2 separate regions of the Columba livia genome follow, and region 2 is linked to region 1. A link is a contact called in public Hi-C data. All regions are on one chromosome and are shown on one strand. The core of a region is the stretch at or near the end of the contact, and the rest is flanking DNA. Distances in the headings are between cores, read along the strand shown.

Region 1 (4,062 bases), core at 946-3,445:
TGTCAGGGGATTTATTAGTGACTGATTATAGATGGGGAAGGGCAAAGTGTAGGAATGATAACTTTGAGGTGAGGGTACAAAGTATATCATATGAAAGTCCCAAAGAAACAAAAATTAGAGTCCCAGAGGGGTCTGTGCAGGCATCTCTGTTGTTTAGTAAATTCAAAGAGGTGATAAACATGTAAATAAGAAAGCTCATATACTGTACAGAGTCATTCATAAAAATAAACACCAACAGTGAAAGACAAGAACTGCAGAAGGTTGTCCTCATAGTAAGCAAATGGATGACAAAAACCAGCAGCTGAAATTCCATCTTCACAAATGCAAACTAACACATTGAAACAGACAACTCTGCTATGTACTTAAACCAACAGCCTCTAGCTAGGTATTGTCATGCAGGAAGAGAACCCAGGGTCACTATGATTAGTCCTCTGGAAATAATAGCTCAGAAGCAGTTAACAGAACATTGGAGCTGAGGGCAGAAAAGAGATCATCTCTGTATGAACACTGAACCTGCCCAGCTTAAATATCACATGCAGGTGCAACGTTCCCTGTATAAAGGACAGAACAGACCTGAAAACGGTGTAAGAAGGCCAATCAACACTTTCTTACAAGAAACTAATAAGCTATGACTTTTCAGCTTAAAGAGGAAACAGCTAGAAAAATAGGGCAAACACAGAGAAAATAATTATTCATTGCTTCTTTTAACAAAACAGTTATGTAGGATGAAATGAAAGATTCAGCTCAAAAGCTGGAAAATAAGAACATTTTTTCCATATAAAACACAATGAAATTGTGGACTTGCATCACCATGAGGTGCTGTGAATGCTAAGTATATAAACTGGATCAAATTCATTGAAAAACATCCATCTGCAGCTATCAAATTCAAAAAGAGAGATACAAGCTCTGCTCAGAGATCCTTCAGCTCCAGACTGCAGTATGCTAGGAGGATACATGGATAAAAGCACCTCTGTGCAACCAACCTACACTTACGACCTCTTCCTTAGCATCTGCTGCCAGACATTCTCAGAAACAAGATATTGACCCCAATGAGCCTGGTATTATCCTTTCCTATGCTCTCACCAGCCTAGATTATAACTGATATTAGTACCACAGCCTTCCCCCATCAAAAAAAAAAAAACACAAACCACAAACAAACAGAAAGAACATCTTCCCCCCAAATACTTATAATCCGAAATCTCCATCAATGGTATAAAATAATTTCTCTAGGTCTCCTTTCCAAGCTCACTATTAAAATTTACCAAATACATTCACATTTTACTTCACATGCTTCCTATTTTAAGTCATTGCCCTGAAATTCCTATCATACCTTTGCAGCATACAGAGCACCGTGTAACCATTTCACTGACAGCAGAGAAAGCAGCAGAGTGTTCTACAAAAACTGTGGATGCAACGATACTACAATTTGGTCTTGCATTGTGATTTGATCTTCAAACTGAAACGGACTTTGCTACAGACAAGGCAAGCAATATTTTTAATTAAAGTAAAAAAGCCATATTTTTTTTAAATGGAATCTCTACTCTTGCATCACGTGAAACTGCCAGCTAAAGCCGAACGGCCACGAATCCCCTGACTCAGAAAGCTTTCCGGCTCTCACCTCTTCCAGCATCCGCCGCTTGCAGCTTCACACAGACCAACACCACGCCGGGCCTTCCAGCGGGGCACAGCCGGGCCGCTGACCCGCCGCCCTCGGCCCCGCGGCTCAGCCGGAGCCCGACAAGAAGCAGCACAGGTCAAGACCCGCAGCACCGCCGCGGCCAGAGAGGCTCCCCCCGCACACAGCCCTCCCCCGGCCCGGCCAACGGAGCGCCCAGGGGCGAGCCCAGACCGCGGACACGCCGTTCCCCTCGGCTGCCCCACGCCGGGCTCCCGCACCGGCCGCGCCGCGCCGCCCGTCCGTCCCCTCCCCCCCGCGCCTGCCTCGCCAACGGCCGCAGAGCGCCCGTTACCCGCCGCGCCGCACGGGCGGGACGAGCCGCCGCGGAACCCCCTTCCCGAGCCACCGGTGAGAAGGAGGAGACGAACACGGAGTGGGAGGAGGAGCCCGCGCACCCACCCGCCCAGCACCACCTGCTGCGGCTACTGCCGACGCGGCAAGGGAGGAGGAGAAAGGCGGCTCCCGAGCGAGCTGAGCTCCGCTCCGCGCCCCGCAGCTGCCGACACCAGCGCTCCGGCCCTCGGCCAGGCCCCGCGGGGTTAACCCCCCCGCCGCCCGCACACCCCCGTCCCAGCGCCGCTGCCATTGGCCGGGCAGTTGCTAAGAGACGTTCAACAAGGGTCCGCACCGCCCCGGCGGGTCGCAGCGGGTGCTGCGGTACCGCGTGTGGCGGCACCTGCCCCGGCCGGGGTGAGGCAGAGCACGTTTGGCACCTGTCGGCGGGTCCCGAGAGCGGGGACGGGCAGCGAGCGGCGCCCGTGGAGGGAAAAAAGACCCAGAGTGTTCGCTTGGCTGCGGGAAAGCCCTGCAGTGCTGCACCGGGGGGCCGGCGATGAACAGGGCTGTGTCTCCTTAGATACTGTCCTGCCCAGACTGCCGTCGCCTTTCACGGGGGATGGAGTGGTTACTGGTTTTGAAAAAATGTGTTGTTAAATATTAGACCTTATCTTTGACTGTATGTTGCTGGGTTTTTTCCCTCCCCGCAGGCAATTTCAACAGCTGTATACAAAAGCATAAGAAGTTCTTTGCTGAGTCACGTTATTCAGCCAGTCTAAAATCACAATTCTGTAGAATACACTTTAGAGAAGACAGCTTCATAGTTGATCTCAACAGTTGTTTGATAGTGTCTGAAAGAAAGGCATTGCTGATTTGAGTGAGGAGCTTACACCAGGAATCCCTGGCACTCACCTAGATTAAATTTTGGCCAGACATCACCATGTCTCCCTATGAGAGACCTCACGTACCTAGCAGTCCCCTCTGTGCCTGGGAGTGGAAGAGCAGCCAGACACCCAGCTTGGCACATGCCTTATTGCCAGAGATATCAGCTATCTAGCATCGCCTTGCTAAATATGCGAGGCTTTTAATAAAATTACCAAATAGTACTCAGGAAAGTTAATCGAGTAATCATGATCCATAGGATTTGATTAATTATTGGGGTTTGCAAGACTGCAGCCTTCACTCGATGACATGATTTATTTTTCTTGATACCTACCACCTTCCCACCCAAGTACACCAAATTCTGCAGTCATGTGTGTGTATACCTGCAATATCTAATTCTCAGTCCTGTGTGTTGCTGACACCTCACATGTCTTTATTATATTTTGGTACAGGAGAAGAGGTCAGTTTTTATGTTGCCTTTCATAATTTGAAATTTTCTTCCTAATTCCTTTCCAGGTTAATAAACAATGTTTTTCCATATTATCAACTTTATTCTGGTTTTGCTTTTAAAGACGAGACAATGAGAACAGGTTCTACTGAGTAAAATAACATTTTCAATACTGTAAATATTTTCATTTCTAGTGTGTAATGAGTCTTTAAATAATATTCGGCTTTGTTCTCTGTAAACTTGCCTTTATTGGTCCAATATTCTATTCACATTTAGCTTTGAGGAGAGTATCCTGTTGGGGGGTTCCGTGCAAATCATCAAAAACATCTAAACATAAGCGAAGTGTAGAGATTGAGGACTATTCTTGTTGATTTGTCGAAACCTAGGGTGTTATAGTCCAAATCAAGAAATAACAAAGCAATTACTGACAGAAAAGAGGCTTAAATGCAGTAGACAGGATGGCTGTTATGACTGGAAAGCCACCATCACAGAGAAATAGCAGAAATTGGGATAGAAAATATCTATTTTTAGTAGATTATACATTTATATACCCTTTCGTAAATTCAGTTATTCACTCAAGTTGGCAAATTTTGATTATTTTCCTGTATTTTCAGAGTAAGAAGATGGTGATACAGGCCACACATGAGCATTTTCACTGACAGGGTCACCAAGTGGACAAAGCGATGCTCTCTGGCATGCAACAAGGGATGGAATCGTGAAAGAGAATGAGTCTCATATGTTATCCTGCCACAAACATAGCTGTGATAAACCTCCCTCC
Region 2 (4,062 bases), core at 596-3,095, 170 kb before region 1:
ACTTCTGCATGTTTCTCCTCTTATGACAGCGGAGGTTCAGAAACACAGGGTTTGACCCCTCAAGGTGCGCTCACCTGGGGCTCCGCATAGCCTGGAAATGTGGTGGGTTTGGTGTTTTTCTCCCAGAATCAGGATGCAAATAGTCAAACAAAAGTCTAATTCACTCTCCTACTTTGTCTCCCTCCAGACATAATATCATTTTAATTAAATTACCTTGCCCCAATGAATGAGAATACAAACCACAGATCATATTCCACACTGAATTTTTCCACAGCCTATTTTCTTAACATTCCTTTCTCTGCTCTTCAAGGTCTTTTAGGCAGAACACACGTGCTGTGTGAGCCTCTTTTCGGATACTCTAAGGATTAATTGAAGAACATGATGGAAGGAAGAGGAGAGTGTGAGTAAAATAGCTGGTTGATATTTTTATCCTCAAATGTCAGTTCATTACCAAAGTTAGAAAACAGCTGATGCAGAAATCTCATTATGGCCTCATTTAGAATGCATATTTCTTGAGAGACAAAAAAGATTTGCCTTGTGTGGCTTACTCGTCCAACACAAATATGCCACATTTTACAGTACGCTTTTGAGACGTGAAGTAAAGAGGTTTTTCTTTAGGGTGCAGTATATTTAATGATCTATTTAACTTGTTTATCTGAGTTTATTTAAAATCTAAAGCAGCGAAGACTCCTACTGCTCTCTATTCTCAACATTCCTGTTGATACTCAAGTCACATTATTTGCATAGTTTCTGTGAGACTTGGTTATTTATTTGGCAGCTTGTAGACCAGGCAAAATCAAATGGTCAGGGAAGTCACATCTACAGTCCTTTGCACAAAAGCGCAGATTTCCTGTGACTTTAGCGCTTGTACCAGTGTCTCAGTAGCAGTCAGGTGACTGGGATCTGTGTTCACAAGTGCAGCCAGGATGCAGGAACCTGCTTCTGGGAGTGGGACAGCCGCACGGGGCCTGGGACAGCCCCATGCCCGCTCTGCTGGCCAGAAATCAGGCTGAAGTCACCAGCGGGTTTGGTACGAATCCTCAGGTGGCTTGTAGCATCCCCCTTGCCTTGCAGAGAACAGCAAAGGTGTGGTTTGAGTGGTTTGACTCAGAAGGGAATTCTGCAAGTAAAACATCCCACTAATTTGTACTAAGCCAGGTTGTTAAGGATGCTCAGAAGATCACCATGGCTGAGCTGTGGCTGGGATGCAGCCCTGGTGCTGAGTTCTGCAAAGCCCATGTGTAGGGAGGCACAGGGTGTGTTGGTTGGTATTTTTTGCTTAATTTCCCTGACATTGGCAGTGTGTCATCCATGTAACACTTCTATGCCGTTAGAAAACATACTGAATCAAGGGAAATTTGGAAGAAGAAATTAGAAATTACTGTAATATAGAAGAAAGGTGCAGTTGCTGTAGAAATCTGCCAACATTTCTATTAATCTCTGTGGATGAGATTTTATTGCCAGTGGGCCAGACTTAGTCATCTGTAAGCACTTTGACTTGCACCTTACTGTACAGCAAATCCTGTAGGTATCTGCGGGTCTCCTTGTGAAATAAGGTTTGGTGCTCACACGAGTAAGAGATGTGGTTGTCCCTGGGAACTCCTGTCTCCATGTCCTCTCTTCACCGACTCCTGGGGTGGCACGGTTGTGCTGTCCTTAGTGGCTCCTCCTTCCCATCACCCTGAGCCTGCGATGCTCCAGTTCCAGAGACAAGTGTCTACTATTCACCTGCAAGTTGACAAACTCATTCTAGACATGAGTTTCACGTAGCTTTGTCGATTTCCTGATACCTGGCCGTTCCTATTTCTCACCGTGTGTCAGTTTCATGGGATCATCTTCCGAAAATGTCTGCGGATTTTTTGCCTTTCCCCCCGCTCTCGCCGTTACTACGTGCACCCCACTTGGTAGGAGGAGTAGAAATGTTTACAAGGAGGTCCCAAGAAGCTCAGCTCACGAATCCTGCACTGGGTGCTCCCCTCCGGCCGGGTGCCGCGGGCGGGTTTGCCGCCGCAGGTAAGCGCTCCCGGAGGGAAGACGCTCTCCGGAGGTGCCGGTCCCTGCTCCCCCCTCCCGCCCCCAGCCCGACAAGCCTCCCCGGCTCCCTCCCGAGCCTCCGCGGCGCGGACGCTTGCGAAGGAGCGGGGGGCGGCGCAGCGCTGCGCCTTTAAAACGGCCGCCATGACGCGGGCGGCGGTTGGCGGGGCCGTGTGTGGCGGCGGCGTCAGGCGGGCCGGGAGCCAGGCGGGGCTGCTCCCGGTGTCAAACTGAGCCGCCGCAGAGCGCCCCGCTGCCGGCGGGGGGGGCGGGAGCCGGGGGCTCCGCCGCTCCGGAGCAGCCTGTAGCAATGCTTTGGTTTAGTTGCTCGTAGGTAGGTTTTTCTGTCTTACTTCCCCCCACCCTCCGCCAGCCCAAAAATGACAATGTGGTGCAGTGCTGCCTGGCGAGCGGGTTCGGAGATGCTTGTGATACGGTGCACGCGTGTCACACAGTCCCGGCGGAGCCGTCCCCTCGCCCGCCGCGGCGTGAGGGCAGCCCCCGGAGCCTCCTGCCGGCCGGGCGGCTCCGCGGGAGGTGCCCAGCCCCGAGCCCGGGGCGGCTGCCGGGTCCTGCGCGGCCGGGGCGAGGGGACCCTCGGCAGTCGGGCTGCTGCGGGTGTCGTCGTGCAGTCACCTCAGGTGAACCAAGAAGTGATTCGAGGGAATGCGTTGAGTTATTGGGTCAGCGGTGAAGGAAGAAGCATCTTTTCGATTACTTTGTCACTGCTTTCTCGGTGCTTTACGTGCTGCTAGCTATATAATAAAGGGTCTTTTTTTTTTTTTTTTCCTTCCCTTAACAGCATTATTAATTGCTATCCGCTGTTTTTGCAAAGTTTTATCTGAAGAGTGTGATTTCCCTATTCTATACTTCCCAGAGCTCTGTGACATTTCACTGGTATCCATTAATGCTACAGCAAGAACATCCTGAGTCCTTGGTCAGCTCTTTGGTGCTCTCTGAGATAGAAATGGCTTACTTGAGAACAGAAAGAAAAGCCTCGGGCCATGCCTGCATGTTTGGTGGAGTGGTGGAAAAAAACTGTGTGGTGAAAGTATTCCAGCGTGCTGCGAGGCGGGAACAAACTGGATTTTCTCCTGTGTCCTTTGTATGCTCCTTTCCTTTTCAGAGTTCAGTTTACTGTGCCTATAGAAGAAGCTGTGCTAGTGCAGGAAGGATGGTCTTATGGATAAGATATTGATTTAGGCCTCAGGAGTTTGGTGCTCAGTCAGTAACTCTGCTGACCAGCTTTCTGTGTCAGATGGGTATAAGTCACTTTGTGCTCATCTGTAGCACTGATCCCGTATTTGTAAAGCAAGGCTATGGATTTCAAAACCTCACTAGGGCTAAGAGCATATGTCATATGTTTGGATCCTCTGTATAGCAAGGTGACTGAAGGCATAGTAAGTCCGTTTGATATCTAGCTATATGTTGCAGGTCAATCTCTGTATGAATATATAGCTTGATCAAAATTTTATTAGTTTCAAAAAGGATCAGATGTAACAGTACCTTCCTTGATTTTCAGGCATGACGTATTTCTTGTGTTTGAAGCGCAGGTCAGCTTTTCATAGTTTATTAACTATTATCAGCTTTGCCAGCCTTCTGAGGAAAACAGTTTTTGACAGCACCTTTCCTCTCAGGTGGAAACACGGTTGTGTCCCTGTAGAATGCTTGTTTCTGTTACATTATGTTGCTTTTTACATACTACCAATAATTAAACACAGCTTTTTTTCCCCCCTATTGATCAGTTGCTGAAGTAAAAGAAACCTCTATCCTCCCCATGCTAACTGTTGACATGGAAAACAAGGAAAATGGCTCTCTGGATGTCAAAAAGTAAGTGAATCCCTAGTGTTCAGTTTGTGTAAACAGCTCGTTGATTTTGGTTTAATGTGGTTGGGAAGGGTGGGCACCTCCATTTTCGCTCATTTCAAACCTCCCTTGTTCTCAATTACATTTATTGTATTTCAGCTTTGAAATAGAAGAGTTTTGGGCATGCAATTGATTAAAAGTGATACGTGGGGACTTGTATAG

What was found. A called contact is a pair of places that touch in the nucleus more often than the background predicts.
Region 2: a Hi-C map of crop shows a contact between it and region 1, with 2.8 times the contacts expected there. The contact joins the promoter of SAMD13 here to the promoter of SSX2IP in region 1. A contact is called at or near these places in 2 of 2 Hi-C or Micro-C datasets (crop and liver).

Annotation. Positions count from the first base shown.
Region 1 is chr8:27,020,743-27,024,804 of bColLiv1.pat.W.v2, reverse strand. SSX2IP (SSX family member 2 interacting protein) reads right to left here and starts at 2,195. Exons shown (of 16, transcript XM_065072670.1): 1 at 2,092-2,195.
Region 2 is chr8:27,192,686-27,196,747 of bColLiv1.pat.W.v2, reverse strand. SAMD13 (sterile alpha motif domain containing 13) reads left to right here and starts at 1,845. Exons shown (of 5, transcript XR_010474394.1): 1 at 1,845-2,013; 2 at 3,780-3,864.